Linked DNA regions of Mus musculus: region 1 is linked to region 2. The links are chromatin contacts, called in public promoter capture Hi-C maps. All regions are on one chromosome and are shown on one strand. The core of a region is the stretch at or near the end of the contact, and the rest is flanking DNA. Distances in the headings are between cores, read along the strand shown.

Region 1 (3,499 bases), core at 357-2,856, 61 kb before region 2:
GGTATCATGTCATTGATGTAAGCATAAGTGTCTCTCTCCCTTTCCCTCCCACTCCTCCTCCCCTTCCCCATCCTCCTCTTCCTCTCCCTACCCTCCATGCCACCATCCTTTCCTTCCACCCTCTTTTTCTCTCCCACCAGTCTTCTTATGTCTCTCTCCTGTCCCTGGAATCTATAAGAACCTATAGAAATTGCCTGTTCCCACACATGCCAGAATCCAAAGCCCCTGAAATCCTGACCAAGGCATTATAAGCAAAAGAATCTCTTTTGGTATAGCATTGGAAATGTAAATGAGCTAAATACCTAATAAAAAATGGAAAAAAAAAAAGAGTCAAATGTCAAAAAAAAAAAAAAAGGAATCTAAGGAGCACCAGGACAATTTTTAGTCAGCCTACTATGCACCCAAACTACAAGCAGAATTCCCAGTGCTACTCAACCTGTTTTTACTCAACACTGAAAAAGAATGGTGTTTTTTTTCTACTTTTTTATAGCTCTTTGCTCTAAAGAAACAGTGTATTGAAGCTACTATGATTTCTGAAGCTTTGTATTCAGTAAAGAAGTGTTTCATTGACCAAGTCCCCATGATGCAATTAGCCTTCTCCAGTGAGAAATATCATAAAGAGATAGGAAAAGGTAGAGGTTCCTATAGGGATTTCATAACCAGGGGTGGGGGTAGGAGGGAAAGAATTTACTTTTCCACTGTGACCTTGGCCTCTCTGCTACAGATAAACCTGGACAGACAGATTTTTCAGCTGCTGTTTGCCTCAAAATCTGATTCTGCAAAAAGGAGAATCATAAATTTTTCCTCTGATAAGAAGGTTAAGAGAGCATGGAAATGCTGTCTTCCTCTGTGTACAGGGATATCCAATATTAAAAATTCGTAGATATTTTTCTTCTAAACTTTTAAAACCTTATATGTCTAGGAAGAAACCTTTTCAGTTAAGCCATTATAAAACAAAGGCTTAGCATACTTGGGGGCGGGGGGGGAGTATTCCTTGTGTACATAGAACCTGCTTCTTTCAACTCAGACCATTAGCAATAAAATCAAGGCATAAACTAAACTATGATAACTTTTTTAAGTGTACCCTTTTCCTAGTAGTACACTTATAGTTTATATGTCCGTAGAAACTGGAGTCATTCTTCATATTGGATAAATATCACCTCCACCTTACTCAGAGAAGATTAAAAATAATCATTTGCCATATCAATGGATTCTATGGTAAAGCACTTTTTTAATAAACAACTTTGTTCGAAGCTGTATTTGCCCTGTCAGCACCACATTGGCTTCGCTGCAAAACTGTGTCCAGTGCATTATCATCAGACACAAGAAACAGGGGTGTTACCTTCACAGAAAGGAGCCTGATGCCAGGTCTGGAGAAGTCCCACTGTCGCTTCGTAGTCACATTGGCAAAACCAAAGCCACTCTTCAGGGTCTTCACCACTTTGCAAGCTGTCAAAATCCTCGTCATTTTGAAGATGTTTTGTGACTAAAATTAAATCACAAATATCTCATGAGATTTTGATGTCCAATTTGTTTGTAACCAGTGTGAAAGAAAGCTGTGTGGCGACAGTACAGTTGAGGCTGTAGGCTGACTGCACAGCGATCTTTGACTCCCCATTCATTCTGCCATTAAATAACCTATCTACAGCTCCTCCTTTCCTTAGCCCCTCCTCCCAAGCTGATGTCCAGAGATGTTCCAATGGACATGTCATACAAATTGCAACATAACAAGTGGCACCTTCTCCTGTGGAAATCATGATACTGCTGTAGCAAGCAAGCTAGCCATCAAAGGAGTTGCTTATGTAGCTGAATAACATGACCCAGGCATGGTAAACAGCCTTAGGTGTACTCCTTCTTCAAAGGGCAGTACCTTGCTAATAATGCAAAAGATCAAACACTTTGCTAAGTTGGAAATGGTGCCTCATTCACTTCAGAATCCATTTGGATTTCAAGAAAACCCAAATATGGAAAAGGTTTCTGCTTGAAAAAGGATGATGGAAACCACATCCAGTAAAGAAAATATCAAAACAAACATTCCTCTACAAATATACAGAAAACATCTGAGTTACTTGGGAAGAGAAACTACTAATGAAGTAATATATTATATTTCTATTACAACACTCTTCTTCATTCTAGATTTTAAAGCTATTGGTAACCCTAATCAGAACACAAGGGAACAAAGGAATTTACTGTGTATCTCCAGATCTCTTAAGCCTGTAAAAATGAGAATAGAACAATGGGAAACAATTTAATATAAACATTAATCTCAATTATTTAGTGATTTAAGTATCACCTAAGATAATGCAAGATTTGGGCATTTGTGTTTTGACCTAAATACAATTACTCAATTCATGCTTTAGCCACAGGTAAGAGTGGGCAGTCAAAGGGTCACATTGGCTAGCAGGGCATCTCACTTAAGCCAAGGCACATAAAGAGAAGGCAGCCCCACAGCATCATTGCCAGACAGCCTTGAAGGCCAGGAAATGTAAGCTGTGAAGACTTACTCCTTAGGATTTCCATAGTGAAGGTGATGACATAAAGGTATGTTAATTTCACTGACATAGTGTCAATGCTGGAAGGGAAAATACGAACCCACAAATAAGTATCAAAGCAGAGCTTAAATCCTCTGTCTTGATGCATTAGTATAGAAACATTCACTGGGGTCAAACTATTTGAAAAAATAGTTAAAATTCTTAAACTCAAAATAGAAAATTCATACATTGGGACTCCACACGCAACCTCAAGATTGGAAAGCCCGGAAATGGATAAATAATGAATAAAATGGTGAGTGTCTTTGGAATTAAGTGCCCAGATAGACTAGAACTTACAACCAAACTGTCAAACATTATGACATGAAGGAGGAAGCTTACACTTGGGCAAGTCAAAGGGGTGGGGCTTAGGACATGATGGGTAGGGATCACGAAAGTCAGGCAAGAAAAATTTAAAAGAATAGTACACTTTCATGAAAGACATTCTTCATAATATTTTGAATTTTTCCCACATTGCTATGATTCTTTCCTTACATAAGCTGCATACATTCAGCTAAGGAGGGTGTCCAGAATATATCACGGACACAGATGATGGGCCTTGTCTTAGAAAATTTACTGCTTATAAGCCAGGACATTGTGGGTCTCTACGTTTATATAATTCATTTGTCTGGAAAAGTAAAATTATTTTACACAGTAACTTTCCCTCTGTTACTCATGCACTTACCATAGTTGTCACTGTCTATAGCTTTATTATTTTCTTGTATGTAATCCCACATAGAGAAATAAAATCAAGGCATTTATCACATTTGGAAGAATTACAAACATTCCTTTTAATTTAATGCTCAAAAAGCATTTTATTCTTTTCCATAAATTGAAATGTAAATTCATTTTCTCTCTCTCTCTCTCTCTCTCTCTCTCTCTCTTTCTCTCTCTCTCCCCTCCCTCCCTCCCTCCCTCCCTTCTTCCCTTCCTCCCTTCCCCTCCTTTGCTGGGGATATGGTTCAAATGAA
Region 2 (3,843 bases), core at 128-2,627:
GAAGGGACTCTTATATTTAGTTCTGTATGACTTCAATGCATAACTCTTGGAATCAGGATGACTTCATTAAATTACCTGGACTGAGACCTTATGAGCTGTTAGACCTTGAGCAATTTAGTTAACCCTGTTTGTCGACAGTTTTCTCATCTGTAGATTGAAAATAATTGTAGGATTAAACTCGTGTCATGGAGGTGAGGATGGAGTGTCATGACACATCAAGAGTTTAATGCATAGCCTGCAGTAAGGTCTTGGCATACACTAAGAATTCAGTAAACCTTAGCCACGGGTACTGAAAAAGCTTCTTTCCTATATTTTGCTTGCTTTTCACATGGCTGAGGACTTGAGGATTTGGTGAGCTGTCTGTTTTCTTTTGGACTAATGACGATTAGAAATGGCTGCAGCCAGATGGAGAATGCCAAGGAGCAAACAAGGGATGTTCACACGTGGACACACACCTGTTTTGATCCAGTGTTCCAGGCAGTGACCCACCAGTAAATGTCACTAGGGAAGAGGAAAGCACCATGGAGCAGCCTGACAGCAAGAAAGTGGCATCTGCCTGGACCACATGCAAGGAGGGTATGGAATCTTTGAAAGAAAGAAAAAAAAAGAGGAAAAAACACATCTTCCTGTTTTGACAGTTCTAAGAGTTCAGAGAGGAAAGTCAACTTTGTAGAATAAAGCAATATGTGTGCCTTGAGACCTCCCAAGAAAAAGGAGAGAGAGGCAGCTTGTTACTGTGTGTGTGCTAAGAGCTTTGGCCCTCATCTGCACTGTGCTATACAGAGAGGATTTGAGTTGTTTTTTTCCTGATGTGGCATACAATTCTTCCTTCCTTCTTGGACTTGCCTTGTGCTGCTTCAGATACTAAGAACAAACATAGCATCGTCGAGCAGCAGTCCTGAACAATAATGCTCCATTTTACCCTGAATATCCTCCCCCTTCAAAGAATGTTGAGTTGGAGTCAAACATACAAATTCCTGAAAATTATAGCAACCACGGAGGTAACAGAATAAAAATGAACTCACCAATGCATTATACTGCCCATTATAAATAATAGTTACAGCAGAAACTGAAATAGGCAAAGGCAGGGGATGTACCAATAAGGAGTAAGAGAGAACACACCTGCCAGAGGAGAGAAGAAAGATGAGAACTGATATTTATGCAGAGGGTTCACCTCTCTCCCTTCAGACGCAAGAACGCTTATTTAATGAGTCTCTCTCTATCAACTTGTCAAGCAAAACAGCTGCACCTTATGAGTTAAAGTGACATGTCTCCACAAAGCTTCCCAAACAGAGCTTCAAGCTTACTGCACAGTGTAAAGGGAAACCCCACACAACCGTGCTCTCCCGCCTCCTAAGAATTGCCTGTGCCATCTAGTGGCAGCGTGTGATATAGCATCCAACTGGTTAAAGGATCCACTTCACCTTACTGCAGTTTACTGCAGAGTGTAGGAGGGAATTTTCACCGGTTCTCACCACTAGATAAAGAAATAAAGGCACCTAAGGGCTGCTTGGATATGTATATCCCAGCATACCTATGTGTGTTCCAATAATAAAGAAAAAGTGCTTATCAACTAGAGAATGGACCAAGAAACATGAAAGAGGCTGGAGCCAGAGAGCCTAGGAGTTAAAGGGAGAACAAAGAAAGGGGAAAGTGACATGATTCTATTTTAATTAAAATGCGTTTTAAAAAGACTTCAGTGTTCCACCTCATCACAGAATGTCTTCTGGAAAAACCTTACCTGATTATGGAACCAGTGGTCTCCTCTCTGTACAAAGGAATCATGTTGAGAGAGTTTTAAAATAGATCAATGCTGGATTTTTGTAAAACACACATCCCATCAGAATTTCTAGGACTCAGGCTCAAGGAATTGGTTAGTTTCTGTTAATTAATTTTGTTTTGTTTTAATTGGGGGAGGGGTTCTTCAGAGCATTTAGGTCCTCAACCTGTGGGTTGCAACCCCTTTGGGGCCCAACCAACATCTTAGAGGGGTCAGATATCTCATATATTACATATCAGATTGTAGGAGGAACAGCATGGCCACCTATGAATAAATGTCAGGGACCACACAGCTGCAAAGGCATCTCCTGCAGGAGGACCTAATTGAGGACTGCCTGAGAGACCAAGAATCGCTGACACTGACAGTCCCAGTCAAGTGGGAACTGCTGTTTAGAATAGATGCTTTCTTGGGACCAATGGGGTGTGGGTGGATGGTATTAAAGGAACTTGCACACCATTCAGATGAGCTTGCTGTGGTGTTTCTCAGCTGCTCCTATAGTCAGTGCCACTGATTCTGCACTATGTCACCTCCAACCCCCACGGGCAAGGGTCAACCCCAAGGGTCGGACAGCGGGTGGTCCATGGCACATGCAACATCATATATGTACACTGTGATTCATAATAGTAACAAAATTACAGTTATGAGGTAGCAACAGAAATAATGTTATGGTCAGGGGTCACCACATCCTGAGAAACTGTGTATGTTGAAGGGTCACAGCGTTAGGAAGGTTGAGAATCCCCTGCTTTAGAGCAGTCTGAGCTTTGAGAAAACAAAGCTAACTCAAGTCTTCCTTTTAAAAGTAGAGTAAGCATGGTAGAAGCAAAGGGACCCAAGATGTACTTCCCCCAAGGATGTAACACTCCTTTCCTTAAAACTCAACTGTAAAGTTGCTCAAACAAAAGCAACAAATGCAAGCTGTAGGCTTGGAAAGATGCTTTTTTATAATGAAACATTTGATCTTCCAAAGATAAATAGAATTTTTGCTATTTTTACTATATCTCATTTATTGAGGCAGTTATTAAACTTTTACTCTATGCTCTCAGATGTTCCCAGCATTAAGAGCTGAATTTTCTTTACCACTTGCCTTACTTTTTAAAAGATGTAAAACAAAAGTAGAGATAAAACAATAAAACTTTGTATAGGGTCTTGATTCAGAGCGAAAAATAAAAATAATCAAATAGTGCTGCATGTAATTTTAAAGGCCATGCTACCTCCTTGTCTAGGCCGCAGCCAGCACTCTTGGCTTAGCTCTGCCAATGGTGAGCTGGCGCCTTTCCCGGGGAGCTGCCCTAGCCCCTCCAGGCTAGCTTCACCGAGCAGCCAGCTATCGCCCACCTTAGGCCCTCGGAAGAAAAACACTAGACCACTTTATTATTTTAAAACTTGCCAGATAACACAATTGCTGAGCATAGAAATCTCTCACCCTCAACTTATCAGCTATCTTATATCAGCCATCTACGGTGATAGAGGACACTGGTTCTGGTTGCCCTAAGACCTTACATAGTTGTGCATCTTATTCTATTCGTTCCAAAGCCTGACTCAAAGAGCTCCCCTTCCCCCACTACACCCCCCACCCCACCCCCACCCCCGCAGCTGTTCTTGTTCCTCCTGGACCTGGAAGTCCCACCTTTTTCCTTTTGCCCAGCAATTGGCTTCCACCTTCTTTAATGACCAAATCAAGAACCAATGTGGGAAACAACACTTCCCCCTACAAAAGAGAAAGGTAAAATTAGAAAGACTTACCAGAGAGGAATGGATTCCTTATTATAGCCCACACAAATGTTGCTACACTGAAGAGAGCTAATGAATAGAGATGGAGAGATGATCAGTTACAAGATCTCTACTTCCTTTTGGTCAGTTGCTCAGAAGAAGAAGGATTTTCTTTGGTAGAAAGTAAGTAAGATAAACAAGCTACATTGTATCAAATGGTGACCCGCTCTGGGCTAAGAAAATGAAGCAAATGAGCAGGGGACATAGAGGTTAAGTATTAGGCTAGGAAAAAAAAAATGTTCCTGGGAAGATATAACCTGAGCCATGTCTTCTTGGAATCAGGCATCCTGAAG

Evidence for each region. Promoter capture Hi-C pulls out the DNA fragments that hold promoters and counts their contacts.
Region 1: a contact with region 2 is called in a promoter capture Hi-C map of liver. The contact joins the promoter of Cps1 here to the enhancer-like site in region 2. A contact is called at or near these places in 2 of 39 promoter capture datasets (both in liver), 9 of 484 Hi-C or Micro-C datasets (Sertoli cells, liver and nephron progenitors) and 5 of 115 datasets of contacts at active chromatin or transcription factors (hepatocytes, intestinal crypt epithelium and liver).

What each region holds. Positions count from the first base shown.
Region 1 is chr1:67,121,134-67,124,632 of GRCm38.p6, reverse strand. It overlaps Cps1 (carbamoyl-phosphate synthetase 1), which reads right to left and starts at 1,606. Exons shown (of 38, transcript NM_001080809.2): 1 at 1,343-1,606. The coding sequence starts at 1,468.
Region 2 is chr1:67,059,170-67,063,012 of GRCm38.p6, reverse strand. No RefSeq gene overlaps it. Among named protein-coding and RNA genes, the nearest start is that of Lancl1, 22 kb to the right of the region's middle. Within about 2 kb of position 1,377, at least 12 of the 459 cell types and tissues checked have an H3K27ac peak or open chromatin away from gene starts, as enhancers often do. A contact at or near this core is called in hepatocytes and liver, where this site is marked.